Linked DNA regions of Mus musculus: regions 2, 3 and 4 are each linked to region 1. Evidence: chromatin contacts called from public HiChIP or PLAC-seq data. All regions are on one chromosome and are shown on one strand. The core of a region is the stretch at or near the end of the contact, and the rest is flanking DNA. Distances in the headings are between cores, read along the strand shown. Region 1 has its middle 47 kb from the start of Barx2. Region 2 overlaps Arhgap32 (Rho GTPase activating protein 32). Region 3 overlaps Arhgap32 (Rho GTPase activating protein 32). Region 4 overlaps Arhgap32 (Rho GTPase activating protein 32).

The links. HiChIP or PLAC-seq counts read pairs in DNA pulled down with a chosen protein or histone mark.
Region 2: an H3K27ac HiChIP or PLAC-seq map of embryonic stem cells shows a contact between it and region 1, with 19 read pairs. The contact joins two enhancer-like sites. A contact is called at or near these places in 1 of 484 Hi-C or Micro-C datasets (nephron progenitors), 10 of 115 datasets of contacts at active chromatin or transcription factors (embryonic stem cells, epiblast stem cells, extraembryonic endoderm stem cells and 2 more) and 3 of 9 other capture datasets (embryonic stem cells, liver and pancreatic islet).
Region 3: a contact with region 1 is called in an H3K27ac HiChIP or PLAC-seq map of embryonic stem cells, with 2.4 times the contacts expected there. The contact joins two enhancer-like sites. A contact is called at or near these places in 1 of 484 Hi-C or Micro-C datasets (stem cell-derived motor neurons) and 8 of 115 datasets of contacts at active chromatin or transcription factors (embryonic stem cells, epiblast stem cells and kidney).
Region 4: an H3K27ac HiChIP or PLAC-seq map of embryonic stem cells shows a contact between it and region 1, with 3 times the contacts expected there. The contact joins two enhancer-like sites. A contact is called at or near these places in 5 of 484 Hi-C or Micro-C datasets (the 4T1 cell line, the HPC-5 cell line, embryonic stem cells and 1 more), 13 of 115 datasets of contacts at active chromatin or transcription factors (bone marrow-derived macrophages and embryonic stem cells) and 3 of 9 other capture datasets (adipose tissue, embryonic stem cells and liver).

The regions. Positions count from the first base shown.
Region 1 is chr9:31,959,349-31,962,048 of GRCm38.p6, reverse strand. No RefSeq gene overlaps it. Among named protein-coding and RNA genes, the nearest start is that of Barx2, 47 kb to the right of the region's middle. Within about 2 kb of position 1,363, at least 9 of the 459 cell types and tissues checked have an H3K27ac peak or open chromatin away from gene starts, as enhancers often do. A contact at or near this core is called in embryonic stem cells, where this site is marked.
Region 2 is chr9:32,214,616-32,217,315 of GRCm38.p6, reverse strand. All of the region lies in intron 11 of Arhgap32 (Rho GTPase activating protein 32), which reads right to left. Among named protein-coding and RNA genes, the nearest start is that of Kcnj5, 130 kb to the left of the region's middle. Within about 2 kb of position 1,450, at least 13 of the 459 cell types and tissues checked have an H3K27ac peak or open chromatin away from gene starts, as enhancers often do. A contact at or near this core is called in embryonic stem cells, where this site is marked.
Region 3 is chr9:32,094,997-32,097,696 of GRCm38.p6, reverse strand. The region is part of intron 1 of Arhgap32 (Rho GTPase activating protein 32); the gene reads right to left. Among named protein-coding and RNA genes, the nearest start is that of Arhgap32, 64 kb to the right of the region's middle. Within about 2 kb of position 1,441, at least 34 of the 459 cell types and tissues checked have an H3K27ac peak or open chromatin away from gene starts, as enhancers often do. A contact at or near this core is called in embryonic stem cells, where this site is marked.
Region 4 is chr9:32,135,491-32,138,190 of GRCm38.p6, reverse strand. All of the region lies in intron 2 of Arhgap32 (Rho GTPase activating protein 32), which reads right to left. Among named protein-coding and RNA genes, the nearest start is that of Arhgap32, 100 kb to the right of the region's middle. Within about 2 kb of position 1,325, at least 19 of the 459 cell types and tissues checked have an H3K27ac peak or open chromatin away from gene starts, as enhancers often do. A contact at or near this core is called in embryonic stem cells, where this site is marked.

The DNA of each region.
Region 1 (2,700 bases), core at 114-2,613:
TTTACTCTCTGTGGCTACATTGAGAAGAGGAGGAGATGAAGGGACCCAATGACCCCCAAATCCATCTTTTGAGTCCTAAAATGAGGCTTGATTTAAGTAGAGGGCACTAGATAAATTATACACAAGTACACAGACCTGGTCAAGGTCCAGCCATGCCTACTGACTCATCCTTGTCTTGGGTCTAGTCTCTCCTGCGGGCACTCTGACATGTTGACAGAACTGTGAAGTCTCTTTCAGGGAGTCGGACTCGTCCTCTGGCTGCATCCGCCTTTTGCTTCTCCCAGCAAGAGACTTCTGGTGAAAATTCCAATGTCCTCTGATTCTGTGGTTGTAATATTCTGATAATCAAAAGGAAGGAGCTTTGGAACGATCTCCTCACATGTTAGGATGATTAAATGGAGCTGGATGTGTTTGAACCACGCTTTGCCTTTGGTACAAGATTCTCATGAGCTGCTGTTTCTTCATGTGCTCTTAGGATTATTTCTAGGAAACGTTAAAGGGTTCTTTCTCTACTAATAGTTTGTGTGGAGAGCTGGGCATGGCTGCTTGTTGCGATCTATGACGAAAATACAATTGTGGATGCAAAACTCAGAGTGAAGACTTCTTTGCTTCCTACTTTCCTTTAAGTGATGTTCACTTTGGCCTCCGTTGTGTATTGCTACCTGCTCAATAATCTCTTTTTTCTTTTTGTTCAATGAAAGTAGTTTTTTAATACAATGTATTCTAGCAAAATTCCCCCCCACCCCCCAGTTCCTCCTTCCTTCCCTTCCCATCTGAATCTACATCCCTTTTTCTCTCCTTAGAAAACAAACAGGAATCTAAGTAATAATAATAAAATGAAATAAGATAAACCAATAACAAAAAAAAAAAATCAAAATATGACAAAACAACCAAAGAAGAAAAAGATCCAAAGAAAGAAGCACAAGAAATATGTATCAACCTGGGCAGTGGCAGCGCACGCCTTTAATCTCAGCACTTAGGAGGCAGAGGAAGGCAGATCTCTGTGAGTTCAAGGCCTGCCTCGTATACAGAGTGAGTTCCAGGATAGCCAGGGCTACACAGAGAAACCCTGTTTCAAAAAAAAAGGGGGGGGGGAAGAAATATATATCAATGCACAGACACCATGTATACACACTCATAGCAGTCCCAAACCAGAAGCCCTAATGTATACATGAAAGGACCTATAAGGTAGAAAAATTAAAACAAACACTTGCCCTGACTTAACATTCGGAGACAAAGAACCCCCAAAAGATCCTGCTGCATTCATTTTGTGTGGGTGATCTGTGCCCTTCCCCCAGCCTCGAGCCAAGCTAAACAGACCTTGAGTGCTTGCCACAATGGGACCCAGGTGGAGTCATCTGCTTTGCTGCACCTGCAACCTCCTATAGGAACTTAGAAGAATAGACTGCCCCTGAGCTTGCTTTGCAACATAATCCAGCTGAAACAAAGGATGGGTTTTGTGGGTTTTCCCTTTATAGCTGCAGAATTAAGCTTTGTGCCTTGATGAGAACTTGTGTCTTAGCTTCATCCTTCTCTTGCACTCCTTTTCATTTCCAGCTCCCCTTTCAGGTAGATCCAGTTCTCCATGGCCGCTGGAGGCTATAGTGATCTATTGCTGAGCATGGGGCCTATCCGTAATGCTGTGGTCCATACCCGGCTCTTCTTCTCTCTTGGCTCTCTCTTGAAGGTAAGAGGACAGGGATGAGCATAGGCGTGGGCAAGACTTGTTTTGTTTGTTTGTTTTGAGATAGAGTTGCTGTTTAATAATAAAACATGTACCTATCTTAAGTCTAAATCACTTTGGTGTGATAGCTGACCTCTTTGAGTTCTCTTTGGGCCAGAAACTGCAGTCTCTGGCATTAGCACCTCACCATAAAACAGTAGGGGATTAAGTAAAGGTTTAATTGCTAGAACCTTTTCCCTTTTGTCCAGATGCCTCTCATTTGTTGGGCTAGGGGAAGTTTGGAGCAATAAACTTCTATTGAACCAGGAGAAGAGAATCACACTCACAGAAGGAAAAACTTTTACACAAGCAAATATGGATTAAACGTACAAAAATCCATATGCAAATTAATGCACACATATTAATAAATTTTCATTCAAATCAGTTGGGCACAACTTTCCTACTATCTCATAATTACATACTCACACACACATACATCCATACTTACATATGTGTATGGAGCAAAAGACCAAGCGCCAGTGCAGAAAGAACTCACTCATTCTGGATGAAAAATGAGCTCCAATCTTTAATGCATACAGAAAGAAAAAGCTTCTATCCTTTTATTGCTACATGAATTAAAACCAAGTCTGTAAGAAGAAAGCTTTGTTCTCTTTAGCCTTGTTATTAAGAAAAGACCTGTTCTGTCCCATGGTAAGGAGAAGCCTGCCTGCTCCTTCTGCTCTCTCTGCAGCTTCTTCTTTTTTCCTCTTTTCCTCTGCATTCTGCACATTGCTCTCTCAATTTTTTAAGTTGCCTTATATTTTCTAAGTTATTCCACTCTGCATTCTCCTTCTAATCTTGCTGTCTCCTCCTGCTCTGATGAACTGCTCTGCTCCCAATGCCTTACTCCCAAAGCCTTTATTCCCAGTGTTACGTTCCCATTGCTATCTCTCCAATGTTATATCTTCCAATGTGATCTTTCCCAGTCTTTTGTACCTTTCCTAGGAAAGTGGATCACATGGCTTTTCCAAGCATCC
Region 2 (2,700 bases), core at 201-2,700, 260 kb before region 1:
TATCCCCTGCTTCTCCTCCCTTTCTGTTCTCTCAAAATTGTACCTTCCCCCCTTAAGCACTAAGGCTATTTGCTGTCTTGGTCAGGACACACTACCTCAGTTTCATTTTCATCTACATGAGTTATTGAACACAATAAGAACATTAAAAAAAAAACAGCTTTAAAGGGGAAAAAATTCCCATTGCCCTTGTTGAATAATAATATAGGGAGCTTTAAGTTTTCAGACTCAAACTATAGATGCATCTTTCCGATTTGGCATCCTACAGTGACAGATGGCAATGTTAAAAATAAATAGAACATTCGAGTTGTTTATACTGTAGGCAAAGACAGTTTTAAAGTGTGAAACAAGCCCAAGGCTGATTGAATGTGCATCAGCTCTTTCAATCTGTATTAGGAATGCACTTTTCCTTAGGCCAACTCTGAGTTGTTCTAAAAGATAAGCCATTAGCTGTTGAAGGTATACTTGTCTGTCTCCTAATGATCTAAAATGACTTGCACTTCTATGAACGTAAACCTTTCTCCAGGTGATTAACTTTCTCCACTGCAACGGCTTCTGAGATTACTATTATGAGAAGCATTACATTTCCTTGAAAACATGAAATATGTTATTAATACAGATCATTTTAATGCCACTGTTAAATTACGTTTTTAAAACCAGGGTTTTAAGAACACCTCTGATTGAAATTACCCAAGTTGCGACATAATGACTACTAAAATTTTAGCTTCCAACACAAGAAGACAGATTAAACAACGATAAAGAAATTACAACATTTTTTGTTGTACTCATAAAAATCCACAATCACCTGAATAACTTGGCTTTCCTAAAAATCTGGCAACTACTTTTACAACGTTGAACAAAACGGAACTAGAGGAAAAGTCCCTTGGTCTGATAATAAACATCAATGAAACTGCACACAAATAACAATTTCCCCAATGGCCAAAGACTGAAATCATCCCCCTAAGACTGTAAATAAAACAAGGGTATGCATGCTTTCGACTTCCATTCAATGTGTACTGGTAGAGTCCACCAAAGAAAACCATCAAGAAAAAATAATAAGTAAAAGCTGCTAAGTCATGCTGCTGCCACACAGAGCAGCTGACTTTGAGAATCCTTCCGAATCTTGCTTGGCATCCTGCTGCTGCTGTTACAATGGCCCTTTGCTCCTCTCTGAGTGGTGCTAGGAATTAAGCCTCAAGAATAAATACTCACTACACATTGCTGTGTCTAGCAAAGTTGTATTCTTAAATTGGCTAGAAAATAAGGGCATATAGTAAAGCAATTCATGACCAACAAGCCAACACTGCAGTAAATAATTAAAAAGAAATGACAGTCTAACCAAGGAGAAAAAGTAGCCACAAAAATTACAGGATTCAGCAAGAACCTTAACTGTAGATGGTCTTAGCTCTCTATTTGAAAGACAATAGCTACCTGATGGGATTTTTTTAAAGGCCCAACTAGAAGATTGCTCCTACAACGTCCGTGGCAACAGTACACAGAGCAAAAGGATGCCTAACAGTACACCTGGCTGGTCACAGCAGGAGACCAAGGAAACAGGCTCATCCGAAGTTATCAAGTAGATTACAAACCCAAAGCAATAGAAGATATTAAAAGGCCACTAGTTAATAACAAAGAGAAAAACAAAGATAACAGCTGTCAGTATATGTATACCAAATGTTAGAGTTCCCAATGTCATTAACAAATACTGGCAGACAGGATAGATGTGCTCTAAGACAATATGATGGGCAGTTTCAGTACCCCACTCATAGCAATAAGTACACCAGATTGAACATCAACAAATACACCTCAAAGTTAAACTGCACCATACATGAAATGGACATAACAGAGAATCTTCTATCCAAAAATTACAGAATATATACTCCCCTCTAAGGCTCAATTAACAGTCTCTAAAGTGGACCACATTCTAGGTCATGTGACCAGTCTTAATAAATATAATCAAGTTGAGATTTCAGTGCAATACAACTAGTATTAATATCAACTATCTATTTTCTATAAAAACTCAAACTACATAAATAATTGAAATATTGAACAACGTATTCTTGAATGACCAATGGACATTAAAGAAGTCAGGGAGAATACAAAAATATTGCTAAGTGAAAATGAACCTCTGAGACGCAACAAAAACAGAAAAAAATGAAGGTTTACAGAATGGATCCTTAGATTAAAAATCCACAGAGCTTAAATAAACAACATAATGATGTACTTTAAAGCCATAGAAAAATCAAGACCAATACAAAACAGCAGAAGGAGAGAAATAATAAACACCAAAAGGGAAAAATAATGAAATGGTGACTAAGAGACTAACAAGATAAAGAAGACATGAACCAAAGAGTTGTCTCTTTGAGGGGCTGGGAGGGGAAAAGAGTGATAACACCTTATCTAAAGTCAAAAGCCAGAATACCCAAAATAACAAAATTAAACATTAAAAAAAGGTACATCAAATTCCAATAAAATTCAGATTGGGCTGGGCGTGGTGGCGCACGCCTTTAATCCCAACACTCGGGAGGCAGAGGCAGGTGGATTTCTAAGCTCGAGGCCAGCCTGGTCTAAGTGAGTTCTAGAACAGACAGGAATACACAGAGAAACCCTGTCTTGGAAAAAAAATTGAAATCATATTCTGAAACAAATAGAAAATATAAATGAAAAAAACCTAAGAAACATACAACCCACAAAAATTAAGAG
Region 3 (2,700 bases), core at 192-2,691, 140 kb before region 1:
TTCTAATTCAGATTTCTCTCTCAAGAACTTGATAGCTGAAATTTTAACTTTTTCTTCTCCTCTTCTAGCTGGAGCATTAGTTTTAAAAAGAAAAAGCTTCATTTTGGAAGCTATACTTTTCCTCATGAGAAACAGATACGAGCTTCAGCTATATGGGTACAGGAAGATACACAAAATTTAATTTTTCATACTTTGCCCATGATGTTCCCACAGGATTTTACTGAGCCTATCTCCTCCAAGAGTCCTTGTTCTGAGTGAGGTAAGGATATGGCATTTTTAGGTTCTATGTGCAGAACCCCTCCTCTCACCCGTGGTAAACAGAAGGTTAAGCCTATGTTCTGGCTTCCCTGTGATCTGCTCTGCCATGCCCACGTCACACCAGCAGCACAGCAGAGTTTAGACACGCACCGTGAGAACCACATTCTCAAACCAGCTCTCAGGCTGCCTGGAAATACTTTTCTGGCCTAGAAATAATTATTTTTCCAGCAACATTCAAAGTTTTTCTAATGTTGTAATCACTTTAATAGCATTAGCATTTTAATTATGAAAGTAAGCAATAAGGCTCCTAGCCTCAAGCTTTAACAAATCAGACCACAGCTCTACTTTTGACCACATAATAATTAATATTGAGATCCCTGCAGTAAAAAATAGATATAAGCAGAGCTTATGTACAACTAAAAACACCCTAAAATCTGAAGATTAACATTTGTATTAATCATTAACATATACAATGTTCAACCTCATTTTGCATAATTTAGCCTTTTAGGCTTCAACAGAAGACTACCTCGATAACTCTTTGCTAAGGAAAAACCTAAATCCTGGCGACCCTGTGTTCAGTCACATCAATTCACCCTCGAGCTCATGAGCAAACAAGGACAAGGAATTAGTTACCAGGAAAAGGAAGGTCCCACAGATACAGGACTTGCATAAACTGCTTAAGAAAACTAGACCTGACAGGCCTGGCCATGGAACAATGAGTATGCTCTTCCTGTATTTGGAACAGGCTCTGGAACTCTATTAACTTTTAAAACCGGAGTATCGTATCCTTGACTGAGACACTTCGGCTCAATCCCTCTACAGTGTTCGCTCACCACTTGCTGTGTCCAGGAGAACACAGAGCAGTCAAAGCAAACCAGATAACACTGGGACTGAGTTTTAAGGCAAGAGAAAGGAAGTGTCTGCGTGTGGCGTGGGAGCAAGGAAAAACATAATTGAGAGGAAAACATAGGAATAAGCTTTGTGAGCAAAGGAGAAGGTAGGAAACTCAGTCTACAAACAGTGCAACAAGAACAACACGTCATTTTCACTTCTGGACAAAACAAAAGCCTCACTTTTGGGTTTACCACTAAAACTGGCACGGCTTTCTGCAGGAAAGTGCAAATATGACTCCTAATACCTGTTAAGGTCAGAGAAACCAGCCTCATGAGCCAGTGAGGAGCATAAAGTATGCGCTAAGGGCAGGAGGCTGAGCCTGAGGGTGTCCTTTGCAAAGGCAGCGCAGGACAACAGAGGAAGGCATTGAGTCAAAGTACCAATTAGCAAGATGTAAAGGTACTCTCTGGCCCCAAGAGAGCCTACTACAGATACCAAATAAAAACTGAATTCTAGGAGAACTATAATTACACCCACCTCCAATCTTTCCAACTCAACCACTTTGCTTTCAATAGAAATGGCAAAAATAATCTATTTCTCCAACAGCTCCTCTTTTAAAATAATCAATAACTTAGATTTTTAAAAAAACTGGTAACTAGGAAACAGGGGAGACCTCTAAATATTACCTTGCCTTAGTCAGACTTTTCTCAACAGGAACCTGCCACCTTCCAGAATGAAGTCTGGCTCAATGCGATACTTACCCAGTACCCAAGGATCACTAAAATCACAAGGTCCTTGGCTAACTCTAGACCTAGACTTTAGGGCTCGGAAATCTGCATGACAAACAACTTCCTGATGACTGATTCCTTTACAAGTTAAAGTTTAAGTCTGGCTCTGTGGAGAATTTGCAAAGGTAACTATCTTACAAATAAAACTGAGATGCCTACAGGGGGAGCGGTTCTCAAGGTGGAAGGACACAGTAGATTTACTCAAGGTAGTTTTTAAACTCTGAGACTCACAACTAAACTGGGTTCTCCAAGGGCAAGCAGAGGACAACTACATGCCCTAAGTGCGTGGCTACCTTGAGGCCATGAGGGCAAGACCAGGCACTCTGAAGATTAGATGCATCCTAATTATCAGAGAGAGAAGGCATACAAGGAATAAAAATAAAAGCAGTATGATTTAGAAACTGCATAATTTCTTCAACAACATGATATAAAGAAAATTAAAATTTTGCATTGTCCCCCACAAACACACACACCAAGCAGTGAGCTGTGTAAAAACCACAAATTCTTATTTCAGAGATTGAATTTTCTGATATAATCATCACATAAACTTTTAATAAGTATAACATGACTTTCAATGTCAACAATAAATTCCAAACTTGAGCAAGAAAAATTCAGAAGTGAGCATGGCAATGTGTGTCTCTAATTACAGGACTCAGGAGGCCATACTGAGCTACAATGAGATGCTATTTCAAAAGAGGGAGGCAGTCAGTCAGTGAATGAGAACTCTACATGAAGAAGGTAAGCTGAAAACACGTTTGAATTTTGTTCCCTCTTAAAATCCTATTAAAACTAAAAGGCTTTGAAACTGTTGCTTCTGTGT
Region 4 (2,700 bases), core at 76-2,575, 180 kb before region 1:
CACACGGGCAGAGCTGACAATACTACACACACTGACTGTTCTCCTTTTAAAAACTGTGATATTTTAGAAAATGAAATTGTATCTTGTTTTTGGAGATATAGATGTTAACATAGGTATTTATAGACGAACCATTGGTTTTCTTATCAATAATTTCATTTGCTCCAACATGAACTGACCTGCTTCTAGCGAGCTTCTGACCGCATGTTAATTTTAATGACTGAAAAGAAAACTGAAGTGAAAACCATTCATAACAGAAAGCATTAAAATAGCATGCTCATCAAAATTCACACTGCCGCTTGGTGAGCTCCACGCTGCACTATTAAACCCAACAGCCTTCGGTTCCCAGTGCTCTGAAGCATCTGTTCTTAAAACTACGGATGCTCACACACTGTTTCTCTAACCTAAAGTGAATAACAAACCTAAAGTGAACCTAAAGTGAATAACAAAACCATTACAATACTAAAGACACCTTAGGTGTGATGGTCAGGGTGGATTTTGTCCAAAACTTGAGGAAAAAAACAAACAAAAAAACCTCCTCCACCACACACACACACACACACACACACACACACACACACCACACACATCAGGTGTTTTATGTTAGCGTTTAAAAGACCCTAATGATGCAATTACTAAATAATCTCAATGCTAATTACAAATAATTTATTTTTAGTAATTTAGAAAGTTTCTATTTCTGTATATTTGTTTGTTTGTTTGTTTAGCTCACTGGTTTTGTTTCACCTTGTTTAAAGAAGTGGGGGTAGGGCCTTACTATGTTGCCTAGGCTGTCCCCCAAATTCTAGACTCAAGCAAACTTCTCAGTTTCCTAAATTGCTGAGACTGTAGGCACTATGTCTAGATTAGATTTTTAATTTTGTGAGAAGGGTTCCATGTATGTGCCTGTGCCTGTGCACATCTGTGCAGCGCACGTGTGCCCATGTATAGAGGCAGAAGATCACATCAGGGGTCCTCCTCAGGACCTCCTCCTCTCTCACTGAACCCAGAGCTCATCTATTTAGCTAGACCGGTGTTAATAAAACCAGCCTTTTTCTGCCTCCCAAGTGCTGGGTGTGGAGAGTGGAGGAAGTCCTGATTGAGTGCGTACTGACATGAGCGTGGCTGGGAAAAGGGCACTGATGTGTCAGATTCTAGGTATGGAAAGGACATCCACTGGCCAGAGTGTGAATGTGACCTTAGCTAAAACCCTATGTGCAAACGGATCCTGCAGAAGCGTCCTCTTCCGGGATGGCTGCCTACATCCTCCCGACCCTGTTCGCCTGCAGAGCCCTTACTGAGATTAGCAAACCCTGGCCAGGCTTGATACAATGTATCAGTGCTCTGGGTCATCTCCACAGAAGCACAGCCTCACTGAATCCCACACTTTAGTTCCTTGTGTCTCTTAAGTGCCTTCTTCCCTGTGCCGGCAGTCAGGTTCCCAGCCTCAGCAGCTTGGATTACAGCAAGCAGGACTACACCCAGATTTTAATGTGGGTGCACAGATCCAACTCAGGTCCTCAAAATTATGTGACAAGTGCTAATTTAGAGTTTACTATTGCTTTGATTTTTAAAGTGTCTTTATATAAAATTCCTTAAATTCAACAGTTTATAAATTTTATAAATCTTAAACCCATTTATTTCTTATGAACTCAAAAACTAATTAAGTGGAACTGTTTTAGAGAAGATTTCTGAAAGGTTTTCTGTTGTGGCTAGCCCTGGAGCTAATTATATTTGATGTTCATTTCTTTCTCCTGTGAGTGGTTGTGAACAAGGAATGAGTCAGCACTCAGGTGATGTCCAGTAAACCTGCTTCCCACCTTAATTTGTAAAATAAAGGAGAGCTGATGATTGGGCAGATAGAAGGGAAGGAGGAGTAGAAGGTGGGAGGGAGAGAGGAAGGAGAAAGTGGAAGAGGAGAGGATGAAGAGGAGGAGAAAGAAGAAGAAATTGCAGAGCAGAAGCACATGGCCTGGAGAAACTGCAAGTTCTGGGGGGGGGGGGGTGTCTTATAAGCTATGGAAGAGGATAGTGTAGCAGTAGATCTGCCTAATCTAGATGCGCAGTATGTAATCATATTAACTGTGCTGTGTTTTCATTGCCTGGGCTTATTTGGGAGGAGATTTACTGCAACAGTTTTCTCTGATTTTTTTTTTTTCAAAGTAGTATTTCCTTTGAGTAGTTGTTGAGAGAAAACAGTGCAAACTTTATTTTTACTCAGTATTTAAAGTGAACGTGAAGTTCTAGAGATAGGTTACTAAAATACTGGCTTATAGTTCATCTCTGCATTTTAAGTTTCTTTTGTTTTAAAGTTTTAGATTTATTTATTTTTAAGTGGATGAGTGTTTTAGCCTTAACGTATGTCTATGCACAATGTACATGCCTGTTGCCTTCTGAAGTCGAAAATGAGTGTAAGATTCCCTGGAATTGGACTTACAGACAGTTTGGAACCTCTACGTAGATGTTGGGAACTAAATTCAGGTCCTCTGGAAAAACAGTAAGTGCTCTTAATCACTAAGCCTCTCTCTAGCCCCCACTTTGTCTTTTGACATGGGATCTTGGGTAACTCAGGTTGGTCTCTAACTTGCTACACAGCTTATGATGACCTTGAACCTCTGATCCTCCTGCCTCCACCTTGGGAATGCTGGGACTACATGTGGGAGTCTCCATACCTGGTTTCTGTGGTCCTGGGGATCAAGCTCAAGG